2 separate regions of the Neogale vison genome follow, and region 2 is linked to region 1. Evidence: chromatin contacts called from public Hi-C data. All regions are on one chromosome and are shown on one strand. The core of a region is the stretch at or near the end of the contact, and the rest is flanking DNA. Distances in the headings are between cores, read along the strand shown. Region 1 holds the start of IQCB1 (IQ calmodulin-binding motif-containing protein 1). Region 2 holds the start of POLQ (DNA polymerase theta).

The links. Hi-C and Micro-C count contacts between places; a contact is called where the count stands out from the background.
Region 2: a Hi-C map of fibroblasts shows a contact between it and region 1, with 4 times the contacts expected there. The contact joins the promoter of POLQ here to the promoter of IQCB1 in region 1. A contact is called at or near these places in 2 of 3 Hi-C or Micro-C datasets (fibroblasts and muscle).

What each region holds. Positions count from the first base shown.
Region 1 is chr6:122,713,898-122,720,187 of ASM_NN_V1, reverse strand. IQCB1 (IQ calmodulin-binding motif-containing protein 1) reads right to left here and starts at 3,384. Exons shown (of 13, transcript XM_044252241.1): 1 at 3,307-3,384; 2 at 2,602-2,703. It overlaps EAF2 (ELL-associated factor 2), which reads left to right and starts at 3,526. Exons shown (of 6, transcript XM_044252242.1): 1 at 3,526-3,731. The coding sequence starts at 3,623.
Region 2 is chr6:123,025,860-123,032,348 of ASM_NN_V1, reverse strand. POLQ (DNA polymerase theta) reads right to left here and starts at 4,017. Exons shown (of 30, transcript XM_044252248.1): 1 at 3,744-4,017; 2 at 3,105-3,284; 3 at 1,034-1,164. The coding sequence starts at 3,924.

The DNA of each region.
Region 1 (6,290 bases), core at 2,135-4,634:
GCTTTGATTATTAGACAAATTAGGCACATCTCATGTTCCCTGTCTGCTTCTTCTTTTATATATTTTCTATTCATATCCTTCAACAATTTATATATTGGTTTCTTCTGTAGAAGCTTTCAGCTTTTGTTATGGATCTGAACACTTTACCTTTTATATTGGCTGTAAACAATTTCTCATTGTCATTTATTAAATATAGTGTCTCTATCACAATTTTACAATTTCCACATACTCAAGTGTAACAATCTTCTATTATATGACATCTACCTTGGTGACATTCTTAGAAAGGTTCTCCCTACCTTAAAATCTAAAATACAGTCTCTTGATTTTTTCTGGTGTTTTTATGGTTAGTTTTAGTGCTATCTTCATTCACATATCTTTATATTTTCAATACACACTTATTCGTGAATGGTGTATGACAGAAACCTAACTATATTTTTTAAGTTAGATGAGGTTATAGATTTGTAGAAAAGAACAAACGCATACAGCTATCATAAATTTCTGAAGTAATATGTCATGAATGATATAAACAAAGCAATCTGAAATGTCACTTGGGTACATCTTTGAACTCTATTTAATTCATTAATCTAATTTTTTTTTTTTAATTTCAGGGCTGGTACAACCTGGTTCATTTTAATACATGTTTGGTGAAAATTCATACCAGTAGGTTTCATGACAGTAAAACTCATATCACCCTTGGTTGCTGCCTTCTTATCTCTTGATTCACTGTCATTTACCCAGGGGCTAGACCAGTGCCTTAACCTATACCTGGTAGGTAGTTAATAAATAAAAGCTGAAGCAGGGAATAAAAGTACAAACTTTGGGCATTTCAAAACTTACTTTTTTTTTAATTTTTATTCTGTTATGTTAGTCACCATACAGTACATCATTAGTTTTTGACATAGCGTTCATGATTCATTGTATATAACACCCAGTGCTCCATGTTCTACAGGCATTTCAAAACTCACTTTTTTTTTTAATTATGTTGTGTTAGTCACCATACAGTACATCATTAGTTTTTGATGTAGTGTTCCATGATTGTATATAACACCCACTGCTCCATGCAATATGTGCCCCCGCTTAATACCCATCACCAGGTTATCCCATTTCCCCACTCCTCTTTCCTCTGAAACCCTCAGTTTCCAGTAGTCCATAGTCTCTCATGGTTTGTTTCCCTTGCTAATTTCACCACGCCCCTTCATTTTTCCCTTCCTTCTCCTAATTTCCTCCATGCTATTCCTTATGCTCCACAAGTAAGTGAAACCACATAATTGACTTTCTCTTACTTATTTCACTTAGCATAATCCCCTCCAGTTCCATCCATGTCGATGCAAATGGTGGGTATTTATCCTTTCTGATGGCTGAATAATATTCCATTGTATATATGGACATCTTCTTTAGCCATTTGCCTGTGGAAGGGCATCTCGGCTCCTTCCACAGTTTGGCTATTGAGGACATTGCTGCTACAAACATTGGGGGGTGCATATGCCCCTTCTTTTCACCAAAACTGTATCTTTGGGGTAAATATCCTGTAGTGCAATTGCTGCGTCATACAGTAGCTCTACTTTAAACTTTTTGAGGAACCTCCATACTGTTTTCCAAAGTGGCTCTACCAACTTGCATTCCCAGCAAATGTTTAAGAGGGTTCCCCTTTCTCCATATTCTCTCCAACATTTGTTGCTTCCTGCCTTGTAAATTTTTGCCATTCTAACTGGTGTAAGATAGTATCTCAATTTGTTGACTCTCTGCTTTCTTTTTTATTACAATATGTAAACCTCAAATTTCTAAATGAAAGTCTTTTTTAAGTAAAATAGGCTTAAAACACTGTTGTTCCCCTCTAGTTAACATAATACAACACCACTGAAACATTATTATCACCAAACACGTGTGTAGAGCACTATGTTAGATGCATCAGTCATAAGAATTTTATATGGGACAGAGTCCCTATTGTTCATGTTCTGGTTGGGAAAGAAAAAGTATACATGCATGTTTATACACAAGTGTAAAATAAAATACTTAATTATGTAAAATACTTTAAGTGCCAAATAGATGACAGAGATGATAAGAAAACAAACCACAGAGTCAGAGGAGTGGGTTTCTCTCAACCAGTTTTCTTATCTGTAAACAATACAGCAATTCCTACTTTTTAGAATAATTCAAGATTTAGAAAAGAAAGCAGAAACCAAGAGTGGTTCTAAAATATTGCCAGACAGTGGAGTTATACATCAATAATGACAACCATTTGGAGAGATTTTACTATGTGCTGTGAATTGTTTTAAATCCTTTCATGTATTAATTCAATTAATCCTCTCAACAACTCTAAGGAGTAAGCACTATTATCCCCCCCCCCTTTTTAATGAAGAGCATATTTTAGTTTGCATGAAGTCACACTGTAAAGTAGGAAGCTGGGGTTGAAATACAAAAATTCTGGCTCCAGAACCTGAGCATTTAATTACCACACTAAACAATCTTAATACTTATTTAAAAAGCAGAATTTAAACAAGCAGATACAGTAAGGGAGACATATGCATGTCCTTGGCTAAAACAATAAATAGACGAATTTGGCTAAGAAAGCATGGGAGTAGAGTTTGATTACATACTTACCCTGAAAAACAACCACCGGTTGCGACAACCATCTGTAAACTTTTGTTGGATGCTTCTTCTCTAATAAAACACTTCCCTCATCTTTGCCATGAAACTCGTGAACTTTAAACAGGAAAAAAAAAAAAAAGACAATTATTTTTCAATTATTAATGCTATTACCCTTTGCCACAGCAGGAACTTGGGCCTTGATCTTTTGGTAATTTCGTCTTCCTGCCCGTGCCTGTTACTGCCTCCAAGAATCACTGTGAAGGAAATAAATAAAAGAAGGCTACCTAATGCAATCTGGTTGCAACTGATTCGAAATCTGTAATTTCTAACTCCGAATCTTTTCTCCCCTTCCTTCCGGTCCCCTGTCCCAACACCACCAGGAACTTCCCTGGAAAAGATCATAAGGCTATTGCCCAGGTAACGGCGTCGCCTCCAGTGAGGTCCAAGGTCCGAGACTCCGAGGCCGCGAGCTCCTTCGCTCCGGATTCTGGACCCAGCCTCGGCGGTACCAGGCCTTGGGCAAGACACCGGGCCTTGTGCCCCGCTCTCGCTCCTCCCCGGGCCTCAGTTTCTACTACAGATCTCCACAGAAAGGGCGCAAATCCTCCCGCTACGAGCGGCTATGTGCCGGGACGCTTGGCCCCGAACCCCTGTGGCCTTGGCTTCCCGGCACCTCGAGATTCTCTTCTTCCCCAGTCGCCACCTGAGGTGAGTTACCTCATCCTCTCTTCGCGTTCTCCTCCAGGAGCCCCTGCTTCCACCAAGCACCTCAGAAGCGCGGCCTTGTCACGGCGGCGTGCGTCGCAACGCGGGAAAGGGCCTGGAGGCGGGACCAGGATCCTCAGAGCGAGGGGGCGGGGCCTCCCCTCCGGGCAGCCAGTCAGCACGCGAGAGGAGCCCAGGGGGCTGCGCTCGTCAGGCGCGGGGCGGAGTCTGCTGGCTGTCCCGGCCAGGGCAAGTGCAGCTGCTTCAGGATGAGGTGGCAGACGGGAGGCAGCGCAGGTGGCCAAGGCAAAGTCGCAGCCAGAGAAAAATGATGAATGGAGCAGCGGGACTCTCGCACATGGACCGTCGCGAGCGGGTTCTCAAGTTAGGCGAGACTTTTGAGAAGCAGCCGCGCTGCGCCTTCCACACCGTACGCTGTGAGTGAGGACGGTCCCCGGGAGTAAGAGGGAACTCTGGATATGGGGGTGTGGAGGCACAAACCTCTTAGAGTTGTGTTCCCACAGACCCCCTTAGTCTGCTGGAGAATGGCGTGTCCAGCGCTATCCGTTGCTCTGCCTGGAGTCCCAAGGGTTTCGTGGAAGGAGCCGGAGTTGAGCAGGTGTGGGTAAACCCTGGGCAGAGAGATTCGAGTGAGACCAAGAAGCAGAAAGGGAAACTTTGTGGAGGAGACCTACAGGGGTGACTGTGGAGACAGACGTGACTGGTAGATGATGCAGCTATGGACAGGGAAATAGTAAGGTGACAGATGGAAGGGTGCAAAGTACCGAACTATTATTATGCGGAGGAAAGGAATACCTTGAGGCTGGTAGGGAAATATTCCCTCTTTTCTTCACTTTTTCTGTCTCTGGCTGTTTAGAGTTCTTGTTTCATGTGTTCCTGGGTAGATATTCTGAACCGTTCCAGTAATCTGTATCTCTTTTGACCCGTAATTTCGTTCAGACAATGATCAAATACTGACTATCAAAATACTTGAGGATGTGTTACTCATTTTTTTAGAAAGTTATTTACTGCCCTTTGATTTCTCCTTTTGATTTCCTTTGTCCTCTGGAACTAGTTTTGATAAATTACCCTCTGTTATCTTGAGTTAGAAAAAGGAGTTTTTATTTTAATGTTGGATGGTATAGATTCCAGGAAGGAAAATATAGCATACTATGATTTGGTATGTAAAACATTTCGTTCTTTGCATAGTAGCCCTCAGAATTATAGAGCAGAAAGGAAACTAAGATCTTTGAATCATAACCTCTTATTTTTATGTGGCAAAATTGTAAAGTAGGTATTTTTTCACTTCCTTTTCCCTGCCTTGTTCTTCCTGAGTGTCTCACCATTCTACCTTTGTCAGTGCTTAGACTATCAGAGATCTTCATGGTTTTTAATCTGAACTGCTCCATGCTTAAATCAAAATACCCAATTTAAAACTCAACAGACTCTGAAAGTTTATAGTTAAATTATTGACAATCTAATTATAGTAACTCAGGGTAAAAGTATAAAGACCAATAGGTTTAACTCTCCAAGGATATATTTGCATTTTATAAAAGGGTTTTGTTAAGCTAAATTAACATCCAGTTGGTAGAATAAACAGGGTAGATGATTGTTAACAGACGATCTTCAACAGGGTCCTTTTATTTTGTTTTCATTTTTTTCCCCTACAACCCTGAGATCAAGACTTGACTGCCTAACTGACTGAGCCACCCAGGCACCCCATCCTTTGTTTTTTCTGCTTTGCCATATTTGTCATCTAACATTAACCACAGTGAGACAGTTGGTGCGGGCTATGCAGTTTCTCTCTTTCAGTCCCATTTTCCAAAAGTATGATATAGCTTTTACCTTGTTTCTCCATCCCTTTGTTGCAAATAGTATCTCCTCTCTCCTCTTCTTTCTCAGATTTGCAGTAGCCCTTTTTAATAATTTTTCAAATCATAAAGTTTAAGATTATGAAAGTTTATTCATTTGTTTGATTGTTACATTTTCATATAACTTGGGTATATATTCTCTTTTAAGGACATGAATCCTAAATGAAGAGAATATAAAATAGCCTTTGAAAAGCTCCTTGCAAGGGCTTCAGCATGCTGGAATTGTGCCTTTAGAGCTCAAGAATCAGTTGATCTAGCTACAAAAATGAAAAAAAAAACAACAAAAATAGACAAAAGAGCCATAGGAATAACAATCACAATAAACCTGTATGTTTGAATATACTTAGTGCTGTGGAAGACATAAGAAAGGTTTTAGCCTCAGTTTTATTCTTGTTGAAGCGGGCAGAATCTTTCTAGATTTATTTGAACAAAAACAATCATTATCCTTGAGGACAGGTTCATTGACCATATGATCCTCACTCTTAAAGACTCAGAGTAAGGGACGGAAACTATAAAACAGGAAATCTTACTTTCGTTCAGGTGGACCTAATTTATAACAAACACTAGATTGAGTCAGTATAATCTGGGAGAAAATAATATTCTATGTTTATGTACAGGGGTAATTATGCCTATCTAATGTGCTGAGGATTTGTACAAAACTGGACATGAATTCTGGCCTCCACCACCTATGTATGTAATGTAAATTTTGGAACACGCTCTAAACCCTCAGTTTTCTTGTACAAAAATGGTAACAATAATATCTACATTTCAGAGATTTTTTAAGGATTAAATAAAATTGCATAAACAACCTAGCACAGTAGTTGGTGCTTGGTAGAGAATAAAGTAGTCACTATTATTCTTGAAGGGTTATATCCGTGTGTGTATGAGGAATGCCGATGAATATAATTAACTTAGACTTACAAAAGCATTTACCAGGGCCTAGCAATAAAACCTATCAAAAATACAGTCTGGCATGTGGTAGGGAAGACATGGGATGGTCTGTAAATGATAAGCTAAATGTTTAGCAACAGATACTACACTGGGTGGAAGAGTTTGAATAACAGCACACAGTAGAATAACTTTTGAATTTGGGCTCATGCTAATTTTACAATTTATATCTAGATA
Region 2 (6,489 bases), core at 2,768-5,267, 310 kb before region 1:
TTTAACGAACAAATTTATACTTCATGAAAAAATTATTCTTATTATCCCACAATCTTTTATACAATAGAAGTTTTCAAAAGTCAAATGCAGTGGGACCTTGATGTTAATTTTTTTTTTTTTTTTTTTTGTAGTTTTACTTGTAACTAACATACCTTCTCAATAAAAAGGATCCTTTCATCATTTTGTTACTTTGGTCTAAGTTGAGAGGATGTTACCATGTAGGACCAGCTTTGTTGGCTATTTGGCCTCTGAAATAACTGTTAAAAAGATTTATAGAACCATAGAACTTTAGAGCTGTTCATTCAGTAAAATGTTTCTGAGCGTTATTGAGTTAACCCATAATATTAGGGTTAAAGTCCTTTTTACCAATGAAAATACTAAGGTCCAGGAGATTATGTGCCTGGCCTGAAGACATAGTTAATGGCAAAACTGGGACTAGAACCCAGCTTTTTTGGACTACCAGTTTAATAGTCTTGCCATTCCAACACATTTTTTCACTGCAGAAATCACAACAGTAAATGTATTTTATTTAATGCAACACTGTAGTTGTAAAAATGCCTTAAAAACCAGGGAGTATCATACTAATGAAAAATGTTATTATTCATTTTTGCAGAAGAACAAACCACAGGCCTGAAGTTTTATCTAAGCACCAATGGGTCTGGATCTTCTTCCCCCAACTACTCCCAAATGGCCCTCAAGATAGGATATGCATCCTTAAACACTCTTTCCTTTCCATGCTTCATTCTAATCCTGCTATTCAGTTAAAATGCTGTTTTTTAATTTATATGTTTATATGCTAATTGAAATATTCTGTTTACTTCCTAAAGAAAAGTTTATAAATTTTAACACAACTTTCAGTTACTCTTTTGATTTAATGACCCTTTCTCCTTTTATATAAATAATTTAAAAGTTTATCTTCATCAATGGCCAACTTTTAAAGCTACTTTGGGATGCAACGAGAGAAACTTTTTTGTTAACACAGCTGCCAGTAATAGATCTTATTACAATAATGTTCTTAGTATAAGAACATTACCTGAAGATAGTATTTCTTCTCTTTAGCCACAGAGACAAAGGGCAAAATAAACAAAGCTTTCTTCCGCATTTCCAAAACTCGTTTCAACATAAGTAATTCAGCAACAAGAGTCTTCCCAGCACTAGTAGGAGCTAAAACATGTTATTCCACAGGTTATTACAAAAAGAATATTTGACATAGTGTATTAATAAGTGTTTTAAACCAAATTCAGTAACTACAGAGCCTTAGACTAACCTATCATTAAGGCCCCTACTAGCAACTGAAAACTTTATTCACTTAAATGTCCCTGACTTCAAACCAGTGCTCTAGAGAGCCTCACACTGAAAACAGAGAATTCTTAAACAAATCCTTTTATGAACAATAAATGATAAATACTGAGTCCCTAGCTTGTATCTAATGATCCTTTCCTTTAAATACTGAATGATTAAAAGCCCTGCTTTGAGGAAGGAGATAAACAAGTTTAATATATTGTGGTAAAAACCATGATAGAAGTTGAGAGAGAAGAGCTATAATGAAGTTTATGGAAAGGAAATACAACTTGGGAGAAGAGAAGGGAAGAGGAAAGGAATGCCAAGCAAAAGAAACAGCATGTGCAAAGGCTAAGCCTGCTAAGTTCAAAGGATGGTAATTTAGTAAGCCTGAAATAAAACCAGAAAGAGTTAGAGAAGAGATATGAACAAGTCACATGAAAAATAATTTTATAATCCCACCATGTAAGGAATTTAGAATTTATCCTGAAAGCAGTATAGAGTGACTAGTGAGTTCTAGGAAAAAGTATGTTAAGATCATATTTGTACTTTATAAAGATCACTTTGCGAGCAGAGCAGAACAAAACCTGAGAAAAAATATAAACTAGTTATAAGGCTATTGCATAACCTAGAAGATGAGCATAGTCTACAAGAAAGAGGATAGTGAACTAGGTAGTGTACCTAAAAAGAAAGAGTACTCAGAATTAAAACATTTGGGTGGCTCAGTCGGTGGGGTATTTGACTCTAGATTTCCACTCAGGGCATGATCTTGGGGCATGAGCCTGAGGCTCTGTCTGGCTCCACACTCAGGGAGGAGTCTTGTTCTCTCCTCCTCTCCCCTTTCTGCCCCTCCCTGCACACTCACGCTCTCATGTGTGTGCGCTCTCTCTCTTTCTCTCTCTCTCTCTTAAATAAATAAATCTTAAAAAAAAAAAAAAGAAAAAGGTATTTGAGATGCACACTGGACACAGTGATTAACTGATATAAGCTGGTGACCAGAAATATGAATGACACTCGAGTTTTGGTTTAAGGAGTTGAAATGGTCAGGCCATTCTACCACTACTACCAGTTATGGTGTACTTTCTATATGCCAACAACTCTTCTAAGCATTCTCTCATGTTTTCTATTAATAAGCTATTAATTATCATAGGCATTAACTGTAACAGTTTTCAAACCCAACCAATCTGACTCTACAGCCTGAATTTATTAGTAGTAGTAAGAACTATCTGCCGAAGACATAATGAAAACTCTGGATGACTCACAACTTCAAAAAAACTGACACAAAGAAAGCACATCTTATCAAATGATAAGGTCTAAAGTCAGTGAGTAAAAATGTTAAAAAGTATGAATGTCAGAGTTGCCCCTGAAAGCCTATGTAAGTCTTCTACTTGGTAAATTACATATGGTTTTGTGTATACATCCCCGTACAAGATGGTCAATTTATAAATATGTAATGTATAATGGTCACACACTGTAAAGCAACTGAGATCAACCAGGGGAAGAACAGATGTACACTTCCCTTGCACTTTCATCCTGGAACATGTTTGTTGAGAGGAAAACCAAGCAGAATAGTTCTCTTTAAACTGTCTTCTTTTTTGCTCCCCACCCTCACCATAATGGCATTGGCATAACTTAAATATGCATATGATGAGACTCCACTTTTCATATTTTAAGGCTTTCTCTAGTTATAAATCACTGTTTCATTCAGTTTTTAACTACCCCATAACTACTACCTTTTAAACTACTTCATAACTACCTCAGCGGTATCCTTCATATTCATGTCATAAAGTAGTACAGAAATTAATGTGCACAAATTTGAATACCTGAATAGACTAAATTCTTTCCTTCCAGGACTTGTCCCAGCAAAAGGCACTCTGCCTGCCATTCAAACATCTTTTTTACACCCAAACTGTGATATTTCTCCAGAACCGCTACAGGAAGTCCCCAGTTTGCCAACAGCAACTTGTCTATTTGATCGTCAGGAATTGTCTGCTTGCATTCCCCTTTCAGGAAAAAAAAAAAAAAAAAAATTAGTAGTTGAACCTAATTCTAACATATGACTTCGGTAGACTTCCACTGTGTTTTGGAGTTCTTGTGTTGCACTGAGGCTATATAAAGCATATGCAAACATAAAGCACTTCCAGTACAAGGCTCTGTATGGCGTACTGGGCACTATGAGGCGTGAGCCTCCGATAGGTGATTAGATTTGGCCAACTAGAAAGTTGTTTCTGCAAAGGTCGAAAGACTCACAAACCAGTTGAATATTACTACCAGGCTGTCGCCCAATCCGCACGTCCATGACCTAACAGAAAGTGACCTGCCACGCTAGGCCAGAGTCACAGACTGAGAAGGGGAGTAGAAGTTCAGTGGGCTGTGCAAACACACACACTCTGTGCTGAAACTACACCTCCCCACACTGGGCCGCCCACCTCGCCCGCGGACCCCCGAGTGCCTGGGAGTACCTGCAGCTGCGGCCGGCGGGCGGCCGCGGTCCTTCAAGCAGCATCCCAGGCCCGGGGGAGGACTCAACACGGGCCCCGAGTGAAGCAGGAGGCTGTCACTGCCGTCCCCGCCACTTCCCGAGAAGGAGTCCGAGCTTGATGCTGAACGCCGCCGTTTCCCACTCCAGCGCGGAAGATTCATCGCGAATTCTTCTCTGCGATTCAGGGAAAGCCACAGTGCCAGCGTCCTCCCGCTCCGGAGAAACCGTGCCTGGTGACAGGTGCAGCCACCATCTTCCCGCCTCGGCCTTCAAACTCTGGCCTCCCAGCCCGCCCCGGAACCATAGAGTTTTCAGTGGTGAGAGTAACCCGAGAATCATAGAATCGTGGGGAAAGAGCGGCTCCACCGGTGTCTTCGACCTCCAACCTTCGACCACATTTGGAGGTTAGCGTTAGAGAAAACGAGCCGCACCTAGATAAAGGGTTGAGGACGGAGGGAACGACTCTGTATGCATAAACTGCATTTATAATCAGCCTGGCCTAAGCCTTTCTTTTTGTCCATTTCTTGCGTGAATAGCAAGATTTGCTAACTTCATGGGTTGCCCGTAATTGGTAGCTCAGGGAAGTAACTCTTCTTAACAAATTGGTATTAAAAATTTATTATAGATTATGCGTGCAAGTACATATAGTACAAGTCTGGGAAATAGCATTTGAGAATCCATTCTGTGAAAACCTGATCTTATTTTTAAAATGTGCTGAATGGCAATATTCTAAAATTCCACAAGATGGAGACGTTACTCCATGAAGGAAACATTTTTCTTCCTTCTCTCTTTTTTTTTTTTTTTGTTTATTTTTTATTTATTTTCAGCATAACAGTACTCATTATTTTTGCACCACACCCAGTGCTCCATGCAATCCGTGCCCTCTGTAATACCCACCACCTGGTACCCCGACCTCCCACCCCCCCGCCCCTTCAAACCCCTCAGATTGTTCTTCAGAGTCCATAGTCTCTCATGGTTCACCTCGTTCTCTTTTATGCTAGTGCCCTGCGTTCGTTCACTCAACCATTTATTGAGCACCTTCTGTGTACCAGCCATCTGGGTAAATGGCAGGAATATGGCATGAAATGGTTTCTGCTCTCAAAGAGAAAAAGAGTAGAGAAGGAGACAGACAAATTAATTAAAAATTTTAAATTGTACTAACGTTCAGGCAAAAATGAACAGTGCTATCAAAGAAGCGGAAGGACTCCTAATTTACATTGTAGTCATGGAAGAACTTCCTGAGATGCTGTATAGCATAGAGGCCAAGAGTGAAATTCAGGAGCCAGCAGTCTAGGTTTGAAGACTTAATAGCTGTGGTTTTGGGCAACTTGCTTAACCTCTTTGGGCTTCCTTTTTTGCATGTATATGATAGGGATAATAATTTTTTTAAAAAACTGGTTATTACGAGTACTAAAAAAGGTCAATGTGTGTAGAGTGCTTAGAAGAGTGCCCTCCACTGGGCGCCTGGGTGGCGCCTTTGGCTTTGGCTCAGGTCATGATCCCAGCGTCCTTGGATAGAGCTTTGCATCAAGCCCCTCATGGGGCTCTCTGCTCAGCAGGGAGCCTGTTTACCCCTCTCTCTGCCTGCCTCTCTGCCTACTTGTGATCTCTGTGTCAAATAAATAAATAAATAAAATCTTAAAAAAAAAAAAAAAAAGAATAGTGCCCTCCACATAATAAAAGAAAGTGATACTTAAACATCCTAATATTGCTTCCATTGTAAATCCAGCGTTTTAAGGGAAAATAATAAACAAACAAAAAAACTCTCACAAATCTCACACTATTTTTATTACGTGAACTATGATCAGATGAGGAAAATAATTAGAAAGGAAATGTAAGGAGAAGTTTATGTCATCCTAGTAAAAAGTCTAGAGAATATTTCCAAATTTCCAGTTTATTTCAAACATTCAACATGTTTCTAACTTAAAAAAAAAAAGAAAGAAAGAAAGAAACTCAGAAAAATTGAGAAAAGAAAGCTACTTTTCAAAATTTTTTAAAAATTTTGTTACACTAACAGGTATTGTAATAATTAATACTAATACACCAGAAGTATTTCCCATCTTTTAATTGTGTCTGAGCTTGTGTTCCTTGGGATTTTACATGTGGTAATTCTTCAAGGTCTGAGTTAAAAATCTTTCAGAGGGGTGTCTGATTGGCACAATTGGTAGAATATGTGACTCTTGATCTCCCAGTCATGAGTTTGAGCTCCATTGTGTTTACTTAAAAGTAAGGGTTTACTTAAAAAATAAATAAAACAAATAAACAAAATCTTCCAGAAGAAAAATACGTGGATGTATTTCCTCCAGTTACCTGAGAGACATACCAATTCTGGGCCAATTTAAACTGAATCTCTGGGTCAAAGTTTTTTAAAAATAGAGAAGTAGTAAAATGACACTAGATAGATTTGGACGAGCTTCCGGCCTTACCATCTCAATCTGCAGATCAGTTATTTCTCTGCTTTACTTAGAGTTCTGCCCTTCTTGGGTTTTAGCTTTGTATTTTTTAGATCTTACCTCTCACCTGTTGGGAGTCCCAGACTTCTATCGCCCAGAATACATAATCCATTAAAATACACACTACACCACCAGGAATCAGCAGACATCACTATGGTAAACTTTGGTTTTAATGCTTCACCTACTCTTTTAGAATGTTTGATTGTTTGATTGACATTTCTGTCCTACAAGGAGTTCTTTGACTTTTACCAGTTTATTTTTTTAAATTTTTAC